Regions from separate parts of the Mus musculus genome. Here region 1 is linked to region 2. The links are chromatin contacts, called in public HiChIP or PLAC-seq maps. All regions are on one chromosome and are shown on one strand. The core of a region is the stretch at or near the end of the contact, and the rest is flanking DNA. Distances in the headings are between cores, read along the strand shown.

Region 1 (5,669 bases), core at 1,244-3,743, 110 kb after region 2:
TGGGCACTACCAGAAGCCCCAAGAGATGCTTCAGGGGTAACTTAAGTCTTCACTCTCTTTTCTCTGCAGCTTGTCTAGACACCCTCTGCCGCCCCCCAAGCAGAGGCACAGGTCCTAGTGGTGTCACCCTATCTCATCAAGGAACCCCTGGGCAATGTACCCCCAGCTGCCTTACTGAAGTGAAGAGAGCTTGACATCAGAGGTCAGCCTTGGCCCATGCTTTTCATGGATTTACATGTGAAGCCTTGCCGGGCCTAGCTTAGGCTATGTCTTGGTAGAAGAATCAACTCTATATACAGCCTCAAGCCACACCCCCTGCCATAGTCTACAACCTCAGATTAGTATGTATCTACCAAGACCACTGGTTCTGCAACATGCAGAAAACTGAGAGCCTTGGATGCTGAATTGGTGACTGGAGCTGAGAAGGAAACTGATGGGGGTGTAGGACCTAGAACTTTTCCAAGTCTGTCAAACTCTTTGTTTGTTTGTTTGTTTGTTTAAGGGTCTCGTGTAGCCCACGTTGACCTCAAATTCACTAGGTAGCCAAAGCTGCCCTTCGACTCCTGATCCTCCTGCCTCTGCTTCCCATGTGCTGGAATCACAGCCATCCTATCACCTACCAGTCTCATTCTTAGCATTCTATTCTTTGTCCCGGCTTTGCCCAGGCTGACACACCTTGGAGGAGGTAGCCGTTGAGTCTGGCTTTCTCAGTGCCTGTGAGTATAGACTCACTCATTCCATCTGGGCCAGAGCCAGCAAGTAAGGCACGTTTACAAATCGGGACTCAAACAAGTTCTAAGGGATTGGGGATTGGGGGTGGGATGGAGAGAGGAGGCTATTTTGTGCTTTTCTGAGGCTGTGACAAAATATCAACCCAAAACAACTTGTCCAGCAAAGAGATTATTTCATCTTACATTTTACAGTCCACCATCAAAGAAAACCAAGATAGGAACTTGGAGAAAGCAACAGAAGCAGAGATCATCGAGGTCTGCTGCTTAGTAGTTGCTTCCCACCTGGCTCGCTCAGCTACTTTTCTTATATAAAACATAGGCCCACCTGCATAGGGATGACACCGCCCACAGTGGGCTGGGCCCTTCCACATTAATTAGTAATCATGAAAATGCTCCACAGGCATGTCCATAGGCCATTCTGATGGAGGCTATTCCTCAATTGAGAATCCCTTTTCCCACAAAAGTGCAGGTTGTCTTAAGGTAACAAAAACAAACTCGAAAAAGGGTCTTCTACATTCAATTCTCTCCTAGAGGACAAAGAGGTTAAAGACTCTGAGAAAGTCAGTAGTAAATGGCCTGTTGGTGTGGGTCATTAGTTTTGTTTTAATTTTATTCATTTATTTATTTTAAGATACTCTCACTGGGTTTCCCTGGCTGGACTGAAACCCTCTATGTAGTCCAGGCTGTCCTTGAACTCACAGAGATTTATTTGCCCCTGCCTCCCATATCATTCTCTGACTAGTTTTGTTTTTGAGACAGAATCAATAGCTAGTGCTGGCCTCAAACTCCCCACATAGTAGGATATAGCTCAGTAATAGGTTTGAACTTCTGACCCTGAGCCTCTGCCTCCCAGATGTTGAGATTGCTGGCTTGAGTCACTGTGCCCATTTTATGCACTGCTGGAATTGAACCCAGGTTCTCCTGCCTTAAGTGTCCTAACAACTGAGGTACATCCCCAGCTATAGATCATTTATCTGTAGAATCCCCTAGCAGTCATCCTCACTGTAAAGTCCTGGGGTTACCCCTGGAGACTTTGGTCACCCTCCCTTCTCCTCCCCCTGAGGGTAGGGTGGGCGTGGGTGGGTGGTGGACAGACACTCCTGTCCTCATTTGAGGATATAAGTTGTCCTGCCCACTGCGGCCTCCACCTGCTGGGGGTACTGAGATCTTTAAATAACCACCAGGGACTCCCCCCTTCTCACACTGTAGCTTGAGTCACCCCAAAAGCTTTCCTTTCCCCCAACATCCCTCTCCAGGGCTTCCTCTCCCATCTGAGTTGCCTCTCTGAGGTCATGGGCACCGCAGACCACATTTGGCAAGAACCTACAGGGAGTGGGACCGCTTCTTGAAGAGCTCTCTCAGAACTGGTGACCCATTGGTCAGCTTCTCTAGCTAGGACTCTACCTCGAACAGAGGAAAGAAACAGGAGACTGAAGGTGGGGACGGGGGTGTGGCGACAACCCAGCACTGGCGTCTGGGAAAAACGAAGAACCTAAGCTGCCTGGATCCCTGAACTTTTTACTCTGTAAATGACAGATGAATGACGTTTCTTATGGAGAAGCCCCTCCCATCTCACCTCCCGCGGTGCTCAATCCCATTCCCCAGAAGGGAACTGGCTATTTCCCAAAACTCAGACACATCCTGGCTGGAGCTGGCTGTGGGCCTGGCACCCCCGGGCAGCTGGGCAGGGCGGGGTGTCCTGGAGAGCCACGGATGGGCCTCACACCCAGGCTGGGCCAGGACACCCAGTCCTTGGCTGAGGCCCAAACCGGCTCTGTTTACAGAATCTGTCAGCCTGGTTCCCCTCCCCCATCCACCACTTCCCCTGGAGTCCTGGGGGCTGGGAGAGGACAGGCGGGGCCAGTGGGAGCCCTAGCCGCCGGCCTCCCCATGAAGGCTCTGATATTCATCTGTTCCTAGCATCCTTTCTTCTGGCGTCCTTCTCTAAGCCTGGAGCAGCACTTCCAACTCTGAGGCAGGTGCATTTCAAGGGGGTTCGGTAGAGACAGAGCTTGCCCCCGAGGGAAGCTGAGATAAGAGGTGCAGAGATAGGCTCGGTGCCCAGCGGTGCCAGGGAGATTCCCAAGGGCTTCCTGGAATTCTCTCTAGACAGAGGAGAATGAGGCTTTCTGCTTCCTCCACACCCCAAACCCGTGGGCCCCTCGGAGCATTTCCAGAATTCCTGGAGGCACCTAGAGCAAAGTGGATTAGCCTGGAGGGTAGATTCGGGACTTTCAGGTCTACGAAGTCCAGTGACGAGGATACCAGGCGAGCCTACATGGTGACTCAGCTCCCGCCAGCAGCAAGGAAGCTCTGCGTCGGAGAGCACCGGGTTGGGGGGGTGGGGGTGGGGATGGGAGGTTGTCTGGACGCCCCGCCCCCTCTGCTCCGGGAAGGCCAGCCCACCACGCCCAGCTTCTCAAACGAACAGCAATTCCCAAGGGTTTTCTTCCTTCTGTGTGAAGTTACTGACAAAAGGCTGGTACTTGCGGAGAACTCTCTGTGATAACTTACCTTCCTTTAGAGATAAGGAAACTGAGGCACAGAGAGTCCAAACTACTGAGTGGCTGGACTGTAGTTTCGAAGCAAAACATCTTTGTCCCAAGTGACACTATGCTAGGTGATAGGGGGTGACCCCCAATGTTATCTTCCTAAAACAGGAACCTGGAGATGCCCGGGGCCTAGGGGCTAACTCTGTTTAAAAATGTGTTATTTTTGACCAGGGTGGTGGCGCTCGCCTTTTATTCCAGCTTTCGGGAAGCAGAGGCAGGTTGATCTCTGAGTTTTAGGCCAGTCTGGTCTACAGGGCAAGTCCCAGGATAATCAGAGCAACATTGAGAAACTCCCTCTCTCTCTCTTTCTCTCTCTCTCTCTCTCTCTCTCTCTCTCTCTCTCTCTCTCTAAAAAAAAAAATCAAAGCTGCAGGAGTGCTTTCTCTAGTCCATTTGCTGACAGCCTGCCTTGGTGTCAGAAGTGCCCCATTCTTGAGTTTCCTCATAGCCTTCTCTATGTTTACAGATTAATCTTTGAGACCTAAGATCTTCTTGTTCAGCAATAGGCCCAGACCCTTAGCTCTTACAGGGGCGGGGTCAAGACTAGGGCAGTGCCACAGAAAGGTAGTGTTAGTCTAGACCTTTCATCCCAGCGCTCTGTAGGTAGAAGCAGGTGAGTATTAGGCTAGCCTGGTCTACATAGTGAGGGGGGAGAGAGAGAGGGTCAGAGAAAGAGACAGAGAAAGAGAAAGACACACAGAGAGACAAGAGAGAGAGACACAGAGAAAGACACACACACACACACACACACAGAGACACAGAGAGAGACAGAGAGAGAGAGAGAGAGAGACTAATTTCCAAATGTTCAAAAAGCAAAATCCAGTGGAGTAGCAGGGCATGGTGGCACACACCTTTAATTCTAGCACTTGGAGGCTGAGGCAGGCAGATCTTTGTGAGTTCAAGGCCAGCCTGGTCTACATAGAGAACTCCAGGCCAACTGAAGCTACACAGTAAGACCCTGTTTTAAAACAAAACAAACAACAAACCACACAAAAGGCACCAATGGGATGAACAGTGTCCCAGGGAAGAAGTGACTCAGAGGGCAGAGAGGAGATGCCCTCTCAGGCCCAGCCCCCTGTGCTATCAGCCAAGCAGTGTCTGCTTGAAAGTGAAGGCTGGTTCTGACAGCTGCAGAGATGGAAACTTTCCCAGACTCTCCCACTTCCATCCCCTTTGACCCCTTTCTGCTAAGCCCTGTGATCTTAATGTCTAGAGACCCACAGGATAGGCGGAAAGAGAGCCACTCCTCATCTCTGCCATGCATCCCTGCCTCAGTGTGTCCCTTGGTCTCAGTGACCCGTATTTGCAGATCTGAGAGGCTCTGAGTCATGGGAAACTCTGAGGAGGGGAGGGAAAAGGAAATGGTGAGATGGGACCCTACTCTGTGGTGGAGACGGTTTGACCTGGCCCTGTCTAAGATAAAAGGACCTCTCAGAAAATCATGACCTTAGGCAAAAATCACTTTAATCTCCCAGGGCCTCTGCAAAATGAGAGAATTCCAATACCAGACATCCTTCCAGGAAAGGCTGATGGTTGTAGCACTGAGTGACTCTTCTGACCAAGCATATGAGGGTGGGTGCCCTCCAGCTGGCCCAGCTTTGTAGGCAAACTGTCTTCTTCTCAGTTGATTCTGGAAGAAGTCAGTCCCCAAGACCAGGAAGAGGAGAGAAGAGAGCAGGGAATTTGAGCAGGGAGTCCATGGGATGGGTTTCCTGTACTGGGAATGGCTCAGGAAACCTGTGTCCTAAAGACAGATGATGCTAAATCCAACTTCCTTGTGCCAGGCATGGCCCTGGGGCTTTCCAATGGGTGTCTCTGTAGGCCTGTTCTATGCAGATCACGGTTTAACCTCCAGGCTACACTCACACACACACACACACACACACACACACACACACACACACACACACACCGACAGTTGTCTTGCAGGCTAGGGTAAGATGACCAGGTTCATTGTGAGGAAGGTCTCAGGGCATCATCCTTCCCTCCAATTTCAGCTGACGTCATAGGCCAGAGCAACTCTACCCAACAGGCTGGCGCTGGACCTTGTACAGAGAGACCAGCATCTGTAAGTGCTGGGATGGAGGCTCCAAATGGTAGAAGTCTTGAGAGTGCACTGTTGGAGGGACTTTGCATAGCAAAAGCAAATTGGAAGAATTTGGAATAGCCCCCACCCTTATTGTCAAGAAGGGATCTCAGACATGCTGTGACCTGGAGCCAGACCCAGTTCCATAAAGTTTTAGAGTTGGGAAACTGAGACTGCCCAAAGTGTTAGAAGATTCTAGAAGACCCAAAGGACTCCTCCAGTCCCTCATTGGCTACTTTGCTGTCAAAATGTGACCTTAGCCAACTCTGGATGGAGGTGACACATGTCTCTCCATTGTGG
Region 2 (6,246 bases), core at 255-2,754:
CCTCAAAATGGCAGACTGGCCTTTGAGCTTACACACTGACACGTGTGTGGTACTGTGGGAACTCTGGTCTGAAGTAAAACTAGAACATACGCTAGGCTGAACACAGTTCAGTCGTAGAACAGAAACATGACTAAGGCTCTGGGTTCGATCCCCAGCAAAATACAAATAAAAATACAAAAGTAATAAGTGACTATGTTACAGACAAGCTGAAGTTACTGAAACAGAGGCAATGTCTACCTGAGAAGCACCTGACTGAGCCCTGAGGTGAGACTCTTGATACAGCTGAGATCATATCTGACCAGTCTTCATATTAACCCCTGGCCTGGGACTGGCTAGGCCTGAACAAGATGGTGCAGTCCATCCCATGTGCAGGGTATAGTAGAGGCACAGGAAAGGTCACCCTGGAAATGACTGCATTCAGAAAGGTGGCGGCAAGATGCTTCGACTGTTAGAAAATTGCTTCATGGCTGCCTAGTCAAACTGAACTGGACTAGATGTTTATGCTGTGAGGACCCTAGAGGATCGTGAATAGGATGCATTTGGGAGGCTGGCAGCTCACGATTGTAATCCTGTGACCCTAACAGTCTTTACAGGTGAAGCTGGTCTAGAGACTCGTCTCTGACTACTCTCAGGCTATTGAAACAAATGAAACAAGGGTCCCAAGAAGGAAAAGGTTGCAAGCCCTGGTGCTGGCTGAAGGAAGAACTTGCCTCCTGGAGAGAGATTTAATTCTGACAACTGTTAGCCCACCTGAGAGGACAGACAATGATGGGTCAGGGATGGGTGGACCACACTTTGACCACAATGGCTTAGTTAAGCATGCTTCCTTCTTGCTTTCTATTCAAACCTAAACCTCATGTCAGGGCTGAAGATGGATTTTGGGCTGGGGGTGGAGGTCACTAAAGCTCTCTATCTGCTTCTCTTCCCAATGTGGCCACACCAACTAAATCTCCTTTGTCTGTTTTCACTAATGTCTATGTATTTAATGTACTGTGGATGAGTGGCAGAGCCTGTGGTGTTAGCCCTGTCAGAGCTCAGGCTTTGACCAGAATTACTCTACTCACAATCCCAGTATTGCCACAAGTTTAAGACTAGCCTGATGGGCTGGAGAAATGGCTCAGAGGTTAAGAGCACTGACTGCCCTTCCAGAGGTCCTCAGTTCAATTCCCAGCAACCACATGATGGCTCACAACCATCTGTAATGGGATCTGATGCCCTCTTCTGGGGTGTCTTTAGACAGCTACAGTGTACTCACGTACTTTAAATAAATAAATGAATCTTAAAAAAAAAAAAAAAAGACTAGCCTGAGTGAGACCTTATGGGGAGAGAGGGAGGGTTCCAGCTGCTGGAACTGAAGAGAAGGCTCAGTGCTTAAGTGAACTTGCTGCTCTTGGTTCTGGCACTAAAGAGTCCAACATCCACTTCAGTTCTCAGGTTTCTGTGAACATCAAGTGAGAGTTTCCTGCCAAAAGACTACATTTCCCATCGTCCCTTGCAGCCAGACCAAGGAGTTCCTGGAAGGGTGGGACTACAATGTAGCTGGTAGTTGTTTCCGCCTCACAAGGAACTGGAGTACTGTCTTCTGTAGGCATTTTGGCCACCCAGACGTGGGTGATGAAATGCTTCTTCACTGTGAATAAACACGGTCTCACTTAAGGTCCGACCAAACCTCGCTCTTACCCCCTTCAACCTCTCTACAGGAAGTAACCTGACACCAAGCACGTACAGGTGCACGTACATGAGGGCAAAACACTCATACACATGAAATAAAAATAAATAGTACCTAAAAAAACCCCTTCAGCTGTTGCTTAGGCCAACACATACCTACAGCAGCCTTGTCCGCCCACGGATCCTGGCAGGTGCCCAGCTGGGGACACTGTGGAGTCTCTAGTTAGGACGAAGAGTCTCACCTGGGGAGTTGAATTTAACTCAGAGGAGGCATTCTGGCCGCACGCCCCACTCCCCACCCCCTTTCTCTTCCTCCTGCCCGGGATTGGAGAGCCTGGCTACAGGCTTGTGTGGTCCAACTTCTCTCCTTAGAAAGTTGTAAGAAAGCCGCACGGTGGTGGTGCTTACTTTTAAGTCCAGCACTCAGGAGGTAGCGGCAGATATCTCTCTGTGGGTCTGAGGCCAGCCTGACACACAGTGAGTTCCAGGACCGCCAGGGCCACACAGAGAAACCCTGTCTCCAAAAACAAGTAAACAAGAGACACCCACTTCTGCCACATGGGCTCTGACTCCCTCTCTTCAGAGCCGTCTGACTGTCCATGGCATTTAGTAAGTCTTATGGCCTCCAAGTACAATTTCTGTCTCAGTGTCCTGTATCATATGTGAGAGAATTGAGGGGTGGGGATTAGGAATCGTCTACCCTGCTCCTCCTTAGCTCCCACAAACTAGCCAAAGTTGGATTCCACCAAAGTTCAGCCTAGGGAGCCAATGACTTCACTAAAGTTACTCACAGAGTAAGGATGAGGGGGTTGCAAAGGAGTATGGGTGATCTCTGAGAAGCGGCACTAGAAGGTGGGCACAAAAATGAATGGCTTCTGTGGTTGTATACATGGAGCCCCCTTCTTTCAGGTCTTCCAAGCCCCTCCTGAAACCCCCAAGGCCACACACAGTTAGGAAAGAACACAATTATGATCAGCTAGAAGGAGTATCTGGATAGTCAGGTGAAGGTCCCAAGACCCTCCATCCCTCCTCCCATGGGGAAACCTCAACAGCCAACAAGCTCAGCTATGCCTTTGGTTGTTTAATGATATTTTGCAGAGAAACCCATCAGCATGTCTGAAGGCAGCAGCCCTTTGTCTTGGAAAACAATCCTTTATAACAACAGCCAAGACCTTTCTGGAGACAGGAAGATGATTCTTCAGCAAGGAGTGGCCAGAAGCTGTGGCTGGAGGCAAGAGCTACGTCTTTGCAGCCCAATATCCCAAACAACTGATACCAGAACCAACTAGCCCCTTGGATTCTGCAAATAGCAGTGGGTAATGGGTGTTATGGGTGGTTTTTTGTTTTGCTTTGTTTTGTTTTGTTTTTTGTTTTTTTTTTTAAAGATTTATTTATTTATTATATGTAAGTATACTGTAGCTGTCTTCAGACACTCCAGAAGAGGGAGTCAGATCTTGTTACAGATGGTTGTGAGCCACCATGTGGTTGCTGGGATTTGAACTCCAGACCTTTGGAAGAGCAGTCGGGTGCTCTTACCCACTGAGCCATCTCACCAGCCCCTTGTTTTGTTTTTCAACAAGCTACTTTTCTCCCTTGTTTTCCTCTGCACATCTCTGGCTGACCTTCTGAGTCTCAAGTTGATCATAGCAGTCAATCCCTAATCCAGATTCCTTTCCCTGACCTGCTCTCAGGTTACAAGGTTTCAGGTGCCCTGGTGACCACAGCTGAGGAAGGCCCGAGCCACTCAGAAGGCTGGCAGCTGGGTCTCTTTGGCGCAAGCAGCTGACTGTCACATACACCTCGTCTCTCATCCCCACCAGCTGTTTCTAACTAGCCCCTGTCAGGAAACTGCACAAGGCTGGTACCTGCCCTAACCCCAGACCACAGTTGTCCTGGCAGGCTTATGAAGAACTCAAAAACAAACAGGGCTGGCTACCAGCTCAGATTCCAGGAAGTGCAAGTTGGTAAACCCGGTTCCTCTGGGCAACCGCCAGGTCGCTAGCATTCTTTCCCTCAAGACCTTTGGAAAATCATCAATTTGTCTGCTTTGTAAGAATGTGGTGTTAAAGGGGCTGGGAAGCTGGCTCAGCGAGCAGGTACAGACATGGTCTGCTCTTGTGGCGGCTCCTTTGGCTCTCAGCGTCCACTTGGGGCAGAGTACAACTCTCTGTAACTCCAGCTCCGAGTGACCTGAAACCCTAGGCACAGGGAGCATGTGTGCCCACACCCACACGTTGTTGATCATATGTATGATCAAAAGAGAAAACAAATCCACATTTTAAAAAGGATTTGGCTGTTAGGGTGCAGCCCAGGCCGCTGCTCAGGCCTCTTTCCGGCAGCAGCCTTGCCCTCTTACACAGACCAACTCTGGCTAACAGACTTCCAGAGACCCAGTTTGCACCTGGCAATTGACCACACATTCTGCTCTCCACCCTTTTCCTGGCCCCTGTAAGGGAATTTGAGAGTCTTGCAGTAAAACCACTCCCACCCTCAGAACACTAAGAGAAGACCCCCTCCTGCTTCTGCTATGCAGACCCTGATTCCTGTCTTCGGAGCCCCCATCCTGATGTCTGTAGTGCTGACTGTCTGCCATGGCAGGAATTAATTCTTCTAATAAACTTTGACCTCAGCAATCCATCTCAGTGGGCTTAAATCCACCTCTAGGTGATCTCTTGGCCACCCTGGATAAAAAGATCCAGGCAGGCATTTAGCAAACGAGGAGACGGCAGCTCCGAAGGGCCAGAGCGCAGGCCTGCACTTCTCCAGGAGCTCGAGGCCCACAGGACTCTTTATTTCTAGCGCATTCATAGTAGAAACCCACAGTCTTCTTTCACGGTGCATTCAAACACACCCTGGACACTCCGATGGCCACATACTGTCTGGTGGAAGCTCAGCAGGGAGGGGAGAATGAGTAGAGGCTATGGACTGAATACAAACTTGTGGACCAGCACAAGATAGCCTTGAAAAGGATGCCACTCAGATCACAAGCCTCAAAACCTGCCCGAGAAGGCCAGGCCTCATGGATGTCAACCTTCAACACCTCTGGGCCCTGGTCCCTGCTTTTCTTCATCCCTCTGACATCCACACATGGCTCATCCATCCATCCATTCATTCATTCATTTAACAATATCATGTAGTTCAGGCTAGCTTCAATTTCTTTTTTTTTTTTTTTTTTATTTTTTTTAAGAATTTAGACTGACCAATTCAGAGTCTGCCATTTATTTATTTATTTATTTATTTATTTATTTATTTATTTTTCGAGACAGGGTTTCTCTGTGTAGCCCTGGCTGTCCTGGAACTCACTTTGTAGACCAGGCTGGCCTCGAACTCAGAAATCCGCCTGCCTCTGCCTCCCAAGTGCTGGGATTAAAGGCGTGCGCCACCACGCCCGGCTCTTTTTTTTTTTTTTTTTTTACTTTTTTTTTTTCCATTTTTTTATTAGGTATTTAGCTCATTTACATTTCCAATGCTATACCAAAAGTCCCCCATATCCACCCACCCCCACTCCCCTGCCCACCCACTCCCCCTTTTTGGCCCTGGTGTTCCCCTGTACTGGGGCATATAAAGTTTGCAAGTCCAATGGGCCTCTCTTTCCAGTGATGGCCGACTAGGCCATCTTTTGATATATATGCAGCTAGAGTCAAGAGCTCCGGGGTACTGGTTAGTTCATAATGTTGTTCCACCTATAGGGTTGCAGATCCCTTTAGCTCCTTGGCTACTTTCTCTAGCTCCTCCATTGGGAGCCCTATGTAGCTTCAATTTCAACATATAGCAGAGGGGGTAGCCTTGTACTCTGAGATCCTCCTGCCTCTACCCCAGTGCTGGGCTGGAACCCAGGGCTTCCTTTACTCTATCTGCTGGTATCAAGAACCAGTTTTGCAGATCAGCTCCAAACCCAGGAATGTCACACATAGGTGACACCTGTTGCCATGACAACCACATACTTTCCCACAGTCCACTTCCCACACTTACCTGGTTACCTCACAGCCTAAATAAAAGACAGACCCTTCCCACCATCTCTCCCTTTCCCTTTGTCTTTCTTTCTCCTCTTTGTCTCCAATAAACTTGTGCCACGTGGAACTGCTTTGGCCTGGTGTGGTATGTCCGCTAACACATCACTATCAGCCCCTCAGATGGTTTTAGTTCCCACCCCCTATCGTCATCCCCTAGCAATGCTGAGGATGGAACCCAGAGTCTTATGAATGTTAGGCAAGTGCTCCATGACTGATCACTTCCCCAATTAATCCTATGCTTTCAATGGACTTCTCACTTAGCAACAGATGAGTCGGGGTCCATGGAATGCTCTGATTGGGCAAAAGACCCAGGCTGCATGGATTAAAATTTACCCATCTTTTTTTTTTTTCCCTGCCTGAGTCTAGATGCCCCTAGATTAAAAGCCTTCTAAAGGACCTGGATTATTGGCTCAGAGGTTAGAAGAGCATTGTTTTCTCAGAGCACAATCTCCTTTAATCCCCGTTCTAAGAGTTCTGACGCCCTCTTCTGGCCTCTGTGGGCACCAGGGATGTGTGTGATATGTGGTGCACATATTTATATGCAGTCAACACACACACATCTGAA

What was found. HiChIP or PLAC-seq counts read pairs in DNA pulled down with a chosen protein or histone mark.
Region 1: a contact with region 2 is called in an H3K27ac HiChIP or PLAC-seq map of trophoblast stem cells, with 21 read pairs. The contact joins two enhancer-like sites. A contact is called at or near these places in 1 of 15 datasets of contacts at CTCF or cohesin (CD8 T cells), 1 of 484 Hi-C or Micro-C datasets (liver), 8 of 115 datasets of contacts at active chromatin or transcription factors (acute myeloid leukemia, embryonic stem cells, extraembryonic endoderm stem cells and 4 more) and 1 of 9 other capture datasets (embryonic stem cells).

The regions. Positions count from the first base shown.
Region 1 is chr11:51,913,733-51,919,401 of GRCm38.p6, forward strand. No RefSeq gene overlaps it. Among named protein-coding and RNA genes, the nearest start is that of Gm39822, 19 kb to the left of the region's middle. Within about 2 kb of position 2,494, at least 316 of the 459 cell types and tissues checked have an H3K27ac peak or open chromatin away from gene starts, as enhancers often do. A contact at or near this core is called in CD8 T cells, acute myeloid leukemia, heart atrium and 3 more, where this site is marked.
Region 2 is chr11:51,803,862-51,810,107 of GRCm38.p6, forward strand. No RefSeq gene overlaps it. Among named protein-coding and RNA genes, the nearest start is that of Sar1b, 43 kb to the left of the region's middle. Within about 2 kb of position 1,505, at least 254 of the 459 cell types and tissues checked have an H3K27ac peak or open chromatin away from gene starts, as enhancers often do. A contact at or near this core is called in CD8 T cells, acute myeloid leukemia, heart atrium and 3 more, where this site is marked.